Linked DNA regions of Mus musculus: regions 2 and 3 are each linked to region 1. Evidence: chromatin contacts called from public HiCAR-type and HiChIP or PLAC-seq data. All regions are on one chromosome and are shown on one strand. Each heading gives the region's core, a stretch centred on a gene start, on an enhancer-like site or on the middle of the called end of the contact. The rest is flanking DNA. Distances are from core to core; before and after follow the strand shown. Region 1 holds the start of H3c13 (H3 clustered histone 13). Region 2 overlaps BC107364 (cDNA sequence BC107364). Region 3 has its middle 21 kb from the start of Gm30044.

Region 1 (3,269 bases), core at 383-2,882:
TTATTACCTAAACACTGATGAGGACAGAAATAAAAATCTCAGACGGGGGAAGTAGAGTCTGAAGTTTGAGAATCTCTTTCTGATTTAAATAAACACCACATGCTTTGTGCTCCAGTACATACATTACAAAGAAAATCTTACCAGGAAACACGATACCTGGTGTGGGCACCATCCAGCCCCACAGGGCAGGTCCCCTTCTAATGGGAAAGGTCAGCAGCGTTTGAGAAGCCCTGAATGGTTTGATTGTACGATATGAAGATGTTTCTGTGTTTCAAGGCTTTACCTACTGATCCACTTTTATAGGAAGCATTGCCGGCTGTTAAGAAATGACCACAGGAAGGTAACAGCTCCCATCAGTGATACTTTTGTGCCATATTTTGGAGGTTACTTCTGCTCCTGAAGGATTCTTAAATTAATTAAACTGCCAAACTGCTACCTGTGTTTAGTATTTTGGAATCTCCTTAAAATCAATTTCATTTTACTTGAATTTCAGCGAAAAGATAATACATTTTTGTCAGCTCTAGGAAAGTTTTAAATATCTTGGGCCTATTTTTACTTTTGGGTTTGAATTTTAAGAAGGTTGGTATACAATGCTTTTTTACCAAAAAATCAGGCATGCTATTAAAAGCTTTACTTTGAACCAGGCCATAGTAGCACACACCTTTAATCTCAGCACTCAGGAGGCAGAAACAGGCCAGCCTGGTCTACAGATGGGAGTTTCAGGAACCCAAGGCTACATACAGAAATCCTGTGGTGGCCCACGCCTTTAATCCCAGCACTTGGGAAGCAGAGGCAGGTGGATTTCTGAGTTCGAGGCCGGCCTGGTCTACAGAGTGAGGTCCAAGACAGTCAGGGCTACACAGAGAAACCCTGTCTCGAAAAGAAAAGGAAAAAGAATCAAATAAATAAGTGCTCATTTGCTTTGAAAGTTATTTTGACTTGTCATCTAGATGACAGGTTTAACTATTTAGTAGCTGTTCTCCACTGGAAAGGCGGTATTAATACTTCTAGTCTTATCCTTCTGTTATATAAACATTTCATCTGCAGGACTTAATTGGCCGTTAGTGTAGAAGGGAGGTGGAAGGAACGCACTCTAGACAGAAGGAAAGGCGGGAGCGCCATACATAACGATAGTCAGTGTGCAGTAAATGTAAGACCGGCTTTGGTAGGGTTTCGAAATAGGTAAAACTTAAGTTTGCATTTGGTTCCTTTCACTATACATCGTTTTGTCATCTTTCGGCCGTGGTACAATGCGTTCAAATCACTGGGCACAAAGCCTGAAGTTAAATAAATGCTAACTGTCAGAGAAGAGCTACAGTATCTGGTGACTCGCTACAAAGTGAATCGCAGAACATGAAAAGGGCAAGTTTGTTTCCAAAGAAACCTGTTAGAAGAGCACACTGCGTGAGAAACACTTTAAACACTGCATTTAGGAAAGTTACATCAACTGAAAAGCACTATCTTTTTAAAACCCTCTGCGGTTCATAAATACAGGAAGGAAAAGTATCAGGAGAGAAGGAATAGTGTAACCATCTTGAAACTCAGCAAATAGGATCGAATTCTACCCAATCAGACTGCAAGTCCAGAAACTCCTGCTTTCTGGGCCCAATCAAGACGAAGATAAGTCTATAAGTATGGCCACTTGGCGTCTGCAAGCCGAAGTCGCAAAAATATGGCCCGTACGAAGCAGACCGCCCGCAAGTCCACCGGCGGCAAGGCCCCGCGCAAGCAGCTGGCCACCAAGGCCGCCCGCAAGAGCGCCCCGGCCACGGGCGGCGTGAAGAAGCCGCACCGCTACCGGCCCGGCACCGTGGCGCTGCGGGAGATCCGGCGCTACCAGAAGTCGACCGAGCTGCTGATCCGCAAGCTGCCGTTCCAGCGCCTGGTGCGCGAGATCGCGCAGGACTTCAAGACGGACCTGCGCTTCCAGAGCTCGGCCGTCATGGCGCTGCAGGAGGCGAGCGAGGCCTACCTGGTGGGGCTGTTCGAGGACACCAACCTGTGCGCCATCCACGCCAAACGCGTCACCATCATGCCCAAGGACATCCAGTTGGCCCGCCGCATCCGTGGGGAGCGCGCTTAAGCGCCCTGTTTCCCTTCCATCCCCCACAAAGGCTCTTTTCAGAGCCACCTACGTTGTCGATGAAAGTAGCTGTGTCAGCTTTGCAAATTGATTTTCAGTGTTTCAAATACGCCCTCAAGTGTGTCAGGCCTAACAGTTACCAGTAATCACATTCCTTATCCCAGGTTTATTCCATTTAGAGCTGGTCTTGAGCTCACTACTCAAATATGGGCCAGTCCAAAAAAGGAGTTCTAATTAGGGTCTCAGAACTGTGAACCTGAAAAATAGCCCCAAAATTCCAAGCGTGATACCTAAGAGCGATAGTTAACTTATTTCAACCTGGTGTTTTAAGGATCTGTAAGCGAAGGGAACATAAAGAACAGCTGAGGCAAAACTGCCGCTCTCAATAACAGGCTAGCATGAAATGGAAGGCTGCGATTGGCTAGAAAGAATTTCCTCTAAGCACCACCAAGGCTCGCAACCAGAATCGGTTTGAGTAGGCTCCGCCTCCTTGACGCTGACTCTGCTGTAAATCAACCAATAAAAATGGAATACCGTGTGAAACCTCATTTGCATACAAGCTCTATAAGTACCGCATAGCAAGCCGCGCTGAAACAGTTCGTAGTTGCCCGGTCTACCTTACGTTGCATCTTTAGACGCGGAGGAAAATGCCGGATCCAGCGAAGTCTGCTCCTGCCCCAAAGAAGGGCTCTAAGAAAGCTGTCACGAAAGTGCAGAAGAAAGATGGCAAGAAGCGCAAGCGCAGCCGCAAGGAGAGCTATTCTGTTTACGTGTACAAGGTCCTGAAGCAAGTGCACCCCGACACGGGCATCTCATCTAAGGCTATGGGAATCATGAATTCCTTCGTGAACGATATCTTCGAGCGCATCGCAGGTGAGGCTTCCCGTCTGGCGCATTACAACAAGCGCTCGACCATCACTTCCCGGGAGATCCAGACAGCCGTGCGTCTGCTGCTGCCGGGAGAGTTGGCTAAACACGCTGTGTCGGAAGGCACCAAGGCCGTCACCAAGTACACCAGCTCCAAGTGAAGTGCAGCAGAGACGTGATTGATCGGCTTTACCCAAAAGGCTCTTTTCAGAGCCACTTTAGTTCTCAAAAAAAGACTGTAAGCACTAAGGGTCTGATCTAGCAGGTAAGGTTAAGCCATGATGAGTCTGTTACCCTGCAGCGCTCTGGTGCAACATCG
Region 2 (3,276 bases), core at 224-2,723, 170 kb after region 1:
TGTCTCCCTCTGCTGTTCGCTTTGGGACACTGCAGTTCGCTTCTGTGAGGTCCTGTCTTTGTTTGGGTCAAGGACGCGGATTTCAGGTGGTTGGGGCAGTCGGTCTGGTTGTCCGGTTTTCTGTTTAGACCTGGAAGACACGGGGAAGCAAACGGGGAAGGCTGCTTGGGCGGAGATGCCTGCTGTGCTTTTGAGAAGGCTATTTCGCAGGCAGTCGCGCCCCAGGGTCCTTAGTCCTTCTTTAGTTTCAGGGAACCCCAACTGTTGTGATGCTAGCGCTGCCTAAATCCCAGCTCTGGCTGGGGTGCCGCCTCTGGTTGCTAGGGTTTGCTTAGGGCTTGGGGAGGCAGCGTTTAATTTACACAGTGCCGCAGCTTTAGACCGCAGCCCTAGCTGTTTATATTGGGGGGACGGGGGTGGGAGGCGGGGGTCTTTTATTTCAAGTTAGTTAGGTTCTAAGCCCGACGTAGGGGTGCCAACTGTTTCGTGGATTTCTTACCCCAATAAACCCGTATAAAAACACACACACAAACCAGTTATTATATTTATAAGCTATATGTCTAGAATGGGCATTATACTTATTCTCCAGCTATGAGACGTCTTGCTACCTGCAGCTTCTACAGGCCATGTGGTTCTGTTCCCTATTAGCTTTCTCCTTCCCATCTCCTGTCTCTTCACCTGGCACACTAAGACCTCCAGACCCATCTTCCTTGTGGGGCTGTGTCCTCGCTGCTGCTATGGCAAGCAGAGTTACCCAGCAGGGGAGAGAGACTCCATGGTCGGGATACACTGTGCTTGGGGTGTGCTGACCCCTGCGATTTCCCCAAACTCTCACACCTGAGCCTGTTCATAGAGTTCAAAAGTTGTATTTCTTTTCCTTTGGAAACGTTTGTGTGTGCGTTGTAGCTTCGTGGCTGTTTATATCAGATACAGTGCATGCATGTTTATTTTAATTTACTATAGTTTTGTATACTGGTTTCTTTGCATAACCTGGGACACTGAAGAGCTGTTAAGGGAGAGAAAAGTGGTAACTATGTAGTGTACGTTTTCAAAAAAATTCCTTAGCCACGATTAAGGATTAAATTCAGAAAAGTGCAGCGATTGTTGTTTTTGCTTTTCTAATGCTAGGTACTGAACTGGTAAACCCATAGTCTTCGCTGACTGTCATCTGAGGAGTGGCCTATTTGTCAAGTCTTTAATTCTTTGAAATGACGTCTTGATCAGTTATAAATGAATGAGAAAACCCCTAAGATTAGAAGTCTGGAGTTTTTGTTTCAGTGTTGTTTCTTAAAACCATAGAGCACACTTACAGGCGAGTAACTCAAATTCTGGGTTGAATTTCTCCTTTCCTCGGCTCCTGTTTTGAAGTCTCACACCACCAAGCCTGGGCTTAGCTGCCAGCACAAACCTTCTCAGCATGGTTTGAAATGAGTCCCTGGCAATTGAAAGAACAGGGAAAGAGTCACTAGGAGACAATTCCTCTTTTGTTTCCTCTCCAAACAAATGCTGTTAACTTTTGTTCTTTAAAATCTAACCTTACAATTTTATTGTTTTTGTGAAAAATCAACTTAGAACCTGGTCACTTGGCCCTTTCTCTTCTTGTCACCTCCCAGTTCAAGCTGCTTGTATCTCTTAACACAGTGTGCCAGGGTTCTCTTAGATCTACAGTGGGGTTCTGAACGCGATCTTCTTTGTAAGCCTTTTTTTTTTTTTTTTTAAATATGCTTTGTTCCCTGTCACAAGGACACTAATCCTTGCCCTTCCTGTGCTGTCACTGCGTGGAGCTGGTGCCTGCCCAGTTCTTGCAGACAGCTGGGTGAGTTTTAGGAAAGTTCAGCACAGCTGGTGGTGTGCTATCCAGTCAGAAGCCATTACATTTCTGTGAAAATCCTTAACATTCATGTGAATGTTATGAGCAGGATAATCACCATGGTTCTCTGCATGTTCTTAGAAGCCAGGATGGCTAGGTTCATAGTCCAGGTTTCATTCCACATTCATAAACAGACCCTGAACCAAAGGTTGAGTTATTTCTGTGTCTCCTTTCCCCTATCTGCCATCCCAGGCGTCCTGGAGTTCACAAGGCTTGTGTTTATAAAGGGGTTGGGGTTTTGTTATGTTTGGCTTGTTTTATTTGGAAGAGAAGAATGTTCCGATACTCTGTACTAGGAACGGAACTGTGTGCCCTCTACCACTGGACTATCCTACCCGCACTTGTCACTTTTCATTTGTACACACAGTAATTCACTACGTTGCCTAGGCAGGCCTTGAACCACCTGCCCCAGCCTCCGTAGCAGTTCGGATCATAGACCTGAACAGTCAGATATCTCTGTGTTTTGTTTTGTTTTTATAAATATGGGTTCAATACAGAACAGAGCCCCTGCCCTCCCTCCCCCCACCCCCCATTGGTGACATCTGCTATAACTGAAGCCCCACATTAAAACCAGGAAACCCCACAGGCCAGACTGCAGGTCTGAATCAATCCTCATTCACTGTTTGATATGTTTCTAGACATGCATGAATGTATGTGGGCATCCTGCTGCTTCACCTATAAAAATGTCCTCAAAGGCATTACCACCTCTCACTGACTGCTGGGTGCTGTTACCTGTGACCAAAAAACTCTTTCCCTAAGGAGTAGGTTTCTGTATATATCTCACACTCTGAGGCCTTCAGCTCAAGCAGAAATGTGAGGCCACTTAGCAAAGATGTGCCCAGAAACAGGCAGGACACTAGTACTGTGCACTCTAACGAGGCTCACAGAAGGCTGGAAGGAAGCACCCACCCAGAAAACCTGATGTAGCAGAGAAGGCCAGTGAGTGGGAGGGGCCTCGGAAACCAGTTCTCAGCAGGTCAGGGGGCTGCAGGCAGGTAGTCTTGAGAGTCCCCATCCCCAGATCTTCAGCTCCCTTTCTGGTTCACCATTCCACTCTCTGGGTTTCTATTCCCACCCCAGGTCTCCTTCACTCTTCTTATGACTCTCTATCCCCCTCTGTCTTGTCAGGTCTCTTCCTCCTTCCCCTTTAAGTCCTCTCTCTCTCTCTCTCTCTGCCTCTGTCTCTGTCTCTGTCTCTCTCTCTCTGACTCTGTCTCTCTCTCTCTCTCCTGTTCGCTACTCTTGGAGCCAGATGCTATCTCTCAGTATCTGAGCCTTGCTCTCACCTAACCCTCTGCAGAGTCCAGGTTGATGGTCACCAATTGGGTCCCTAAACATCCTCCTTCCAACTGGGAACCTGTTTCATGTACCACAATATCAAGAACTAAAGGGGGGCAGATTGCCAA
Region 3 (3,354 bases), core at 22-2,521, 190 kb before region 1:
CTAGAGGACCTGGTTTGGTTCCTAGCATTCACATGGTGGCAATCAACCACCTCTAATTCCAGGTCCCCTCCCCTGACACCCTGCTCAGGCCTCTCTAGGTACCAAGCAATGTGAGGCACACATGTCCTTGCAGACAAAAACACTCTTCCATGTGCTCAAAAAAAAAAAAAATCTAAAAGCAAAAAAACAAAAACAAAAAAAGATGTAACCTACAGGAGGAGGCTCACAGAGACATGTGCTGATGAGCACTCTCAAGATGGGGTGTCAAACTGTTTTTTTCTCTTTTCTAAAGACTGATAGTTCAATGCTAGAGGACACTAAGTGTTCCAAATGTCCTTACTTTGCTGGGGTATCCATGACCCCCATCCTGTACTCGCCCTCTGCCCCTTAGTCGGATTCAAGTGCTTACTGTCTTCTTACACTTAGCTTATGTTGTTCATCAGAAAGTCTTTAAGTACTAGATGGCTATTAAGAGGGTGATGTATGAAGAAAGCTGCTTAAATTAATCATGCAATGAATTTCAGTGCTGCAAAGTGCGCTGACATCTTAAAAATCCATTATTAATTATAAAATTAAAAACTGCAACATCCAAAGTATGTTATTTTGGATAAACCAAGGCCTGCTAATATATTTATACTTTACCAGCACAACAACGCAAAAAGCAACTAAAAACTCAAGCACTTCTATTTTAGCGCTGGAAGAGAGATTTCTAGATTATTCTGCCAGAGTCTTATCTGCCAACCACCAGAGAGGAATGAGCTTGCTTCAAATGGGTTTGCAGAAATGACTTCCTTTTTAAAAGTAGCTCTGTCAGCTGGGAGCAACAGCAGAAAAAGGACAAACTTGCTGAATGAGGCTGTGCTGGAGTTGGCCAGAGGGCCCGTCACGGCTCTGTCATTGGCATTCCTGCTGCAGCCAGAGAAGCCTAAGCAAGCGGAAAATCTATAGTACTTTCATCTACATCTAGCTGAAAGTGCTTACGGGAGCGATTTTAAGTTCTGAGAGCGATAGGGTGCTGGTTCCGACCTCGGGAGAACACAATGGGTCCTGGGTCCTTTGTTTTTTGCACATTCTCTGGTGAGCGCTGTTGTCCTGGCCTAAGCTATGAATTGGTTACAGTGCCTTTTCGCTGTAGCCACACCCTTGTTAGGGCCATTCTATATGGATGCCTTTACAACAAACTAAAAGTGCTAAGCAAGGCACTGGAGGGAGGGCTCAGCTGTTAAACTTAAAACTTTGCTGCTCTCACAGAGGGCCCAGGTTTGGGTCTCCACCCACATAGCTGCTCACAACCATCTACGTCAGTACCAAGCGATCCAATGCCTTCTCCTGGGCTCCATGAGCACCGGGCACACATGTTATGCACATACATACAGGCAGACAAAATACTCAAAAAACCAAAGCATTAAATAAAAGTGCTAAACAAAAGAGAATTATTAGAGGTACCTAGATATGTGCTTTAATTTTAATTTGGGCTTGAATTTTGACTTTTATGTTTATTGTTATATACCTTCACACAATATTTTCCTCTTCCTCCCTTTTCTCTTTCCCTCCCTCCTTCCCTCCCTCCCTCCCTTCTTTTCTTTCATAGGGTCTCACTATTTTTCTTGGGCCACCCTCAAATTCACAATCACCCTGTTCCCGCCTCCTCAGGTATGGTTACAGTCATGCACTACCCACCATATCTGATGTTACGCGAATTTCTTGAACCCATCCGACCCTCAGTTCTGTTCAGTACAATACTGAATAATGCTGATCTTGTGAGGGTCACCGTGACAAGCAAAAGGTGACACCTAAAAGCAGTTAGACTCATGCTAACTCTGGGTTTTAATGACAGAGGTTAGCAGAGACCAAAAATATTCTGTCTCTTACTCTAATTACATACCACTAACAGTATCTTTGAAGCATAGGGAAACTTCAATAATCGTGGATGTCACTGAAGATCAGGGTTAAGATTCTGGGCTGGAGAAATAACTCCGTGGTTAAGAGCACTGGCTGCTCTTGCAGAAATCCTGGGTTCAGTTTTGGGTACTCACATGTCAACTTAAAACCAACTGTAACTCCAGTTTCAGGGGATTTAATCCCCTTTTCTGGACTCCTTGCTGCACCACACATACAGCATGTGATGTACAGACACACATGCAGGCAAGACACCCATACATAAAAAGACTTCTTCTGGAGCCACCAGCGGCCGCGGGTTCCTGGGTTCCTGAACGGAAAGCTCGGGCTGTGTGGGTAGACAGCAAGAGAAGAATGAGACCAAGACAAAGTTTCTGATTAACGACCAATGTTTACTATGAGCCTGAGCTTATAAAGGGGTGGGAACCCATCCCCCACTTTGCCAGGATCTCATCAGGAAAACAAGTTCAGCCTCTCAGCAGGTAGTGGAGTCTTGGAGGAAGCAGCAGATGTGGCAGGACAATGGACTTTACCCTGATAGGAAGATTCCACCCTAGGTGGGCTAGCGGCTGTGACGAACACAAGGTCTGAATCAGCCTCTCAAGGCTGGGTGGATGGGCACATTCTTCCATGCGTGAGAATGAGTTAGACCACTTAAATGTCTAACAATAGAGGCCGGCTAAGAATAAGGGCTGGGGGTGGTAGAGCTGGAGAGGTGGCTCAGCAGTAATGCAGGTATCAGTCTTTCAAAGGACCAGTGTTCAGTTCCCAGCACCCACACTAAGTGGCTCACAGCTGCCAGTAACTCCAGCCCCAGAGGATCCAACGCCCTCTTCTGGCCTTTGAGGACACTTGCACTCATGTGCACATACTCACATGTAGACACACAGGCATACATACAATTAAAAATAAATCTAAAAAAAAAAAAAAGAAAAGGATTAGGTATGTATCTTAATAGTCGAGTGTGGAGTACTTGCCTAGCATGGTTAAGGCTCTGGGTTTGATTCTCAATAATACAATGATAATAAGGGGGGAAGAAGGAGGGAAAAAGGGAGATAGAGAAAGAAGAGGAGGAAGGAATGGTCATAACACAAAGGAAGTAATATGCAATTGCTACAAATCATGTTTGGGTGTACAGAAGTCTCGCATGCCTTTAGATGGTTATCAAGTAACTGAGTGTGATGGTATAGGGAGTGGTGAGGACTGTGGTCAAGTGGGGTTTAGGAAGTTTGTCTACAAGTATACTGCTGAAGACTAAGCTGTGGAAAGATACTTATGATGTACTTTGAAGTGACAAAAGCAAATAAGGGTATAACTAGGTCCTGGGGGTCTTGGTCAGGCAGAGCTCTTCCTGGTGTGAGTGGGGACCTGGGCTCTGTATCCAGTGCCACAGAAAGAAAAGCAAGCGCAGGTATAAAATGATTCCAGAATTTAAAAAATTATTTTATGTGTATG

Evidence for each region. HiCAR-type assays count read pairs that join an accessible place to other places. HiChIP or PLAC-seq counts read pairs in DNA pulled down with a chosen protein or histone mark.
Region 2: a contact with region 1 is called in an H3K4me3 HiChIP or PLAC-seq map of embryonic stem cells, with 70 read pairs. The contact joins the enhancer-like site here to the promoter of H3c13 in region 1. A contact is called at or near these places in 9 of 39 promoter capture datasets (cranial neural crest, embryonic stem cells, frontonasal cranial neural crest and 3 more), 6 of 15 datasets of contacts at CTCF or cohesin (CD8 T cells, the G1E-ER4 cell line, the NIH/3T3 cell line and 2 more), 39 of 484 Hi-C or Micro-C datasets (the C2C12 cell line, CD4 T cells, CD8 T cells and 24 more), 46 of 115 datasets of contacts at active chromatin or transcription factors (the 230-238 cell line, CD8 T cells, the HPC-7 cell line and 27 more) and 4 of 9 other capture datasets (adipose tissue, liver, macrophages and 1 more).
Region 3: a HiCAR-type map of embryonic stem cells shows a contact between it and region 1, with 2.6 times the contacts expected there. The contact joins the enhancer-like site here to the promoter of H3c13 in region 1. A contact is called at or near these places in 6 of 39 promoter capture datasets (3T3-L1-derived adipocytes, the C10 cell line, the HPC-7 cell line and 2 more), 3 of 15 datasets of contacts at CTCF or cohesin (the NIH/3T3 cell line and embryonic stem cells), 9 of 484 Hi-C or Micro-C datasets (the C2C12 cell line, Sertoli cells, cochlea and 4 more), 18 of 115 datasets of contacts at active chromatin or transcription factors (the HPC-7 cell line, T-cell acute lymphoblastic leukemia, bone marrow-derived macrophages and 6 more) and 4 of 9 other capture datasets (adipose tissue, embryonic stem cells, liver and 1 more).

What each region holds. Positions count from the first base shown.
Region 1 is chr3:96,267,022-96,270,290 of GRCm38.p6, forward strand. It overlaps H3c13 (H3 clustered histone 13), which reads left to right and starts at 1,633. Exons shown (of 1, transcript NM_178215.2): 1 at 1,633-2,134. The coding sequence starts at 1,673. The coding sequence ends at 2,083. It overlaps H2bc18 (H2B clustered histone 18), which reads left to right and starts at 2,679. Exons shown (of 1, transcript NM_175666.3): 1 at 2,679-3,171. The coding sequence starts at 2,731. The coding sequence ends at 3,111.
Region 2 is chr3:96,440,733-96,444,008 of GRCm38.p6, forward strand. BC107364 (cDNA sequence BC107364) reads right to left here. Exons shown (of 4, transcript NM_001256181.1): 2 at 1,311-1,435; 3 at 1-130. The coding sequence starts at 1,419. Among named protein-coding and RNA genes, the nearest start is that of n-THgtg2, 6.4 kb to the left of the region's middle. Within about 2 kb of position 1,474, at least 19 of the 459 cell types and tissues checked have an H3K27ac peak or open chromatin away from gene starts, as enhancers often do. A contact at or near this core is called in the SCID.adh cell line, embryonic stem cells and spermatogonia, where this site is marked.
Region 3 is chr3:96,082,105-96,085,458 of GRCm38.p6, forward strand. No RefSeq gene overlaps it. Among named protein-coding and RNA genes, the nearest start is that of Gm30044, 21 kb to the right of the region's middle. Within about 2 kb of position 1,272, at least 17 of the 459 cell types and tissues checked have an H3K27ac peak or open chromatin away from gene starts, as enhancers often do. A contact at or near this core is called in the HPC-7 cell line, bone marrow-derived macrophages, differentiating embryonic stem cells and 2 more, where this site is marked.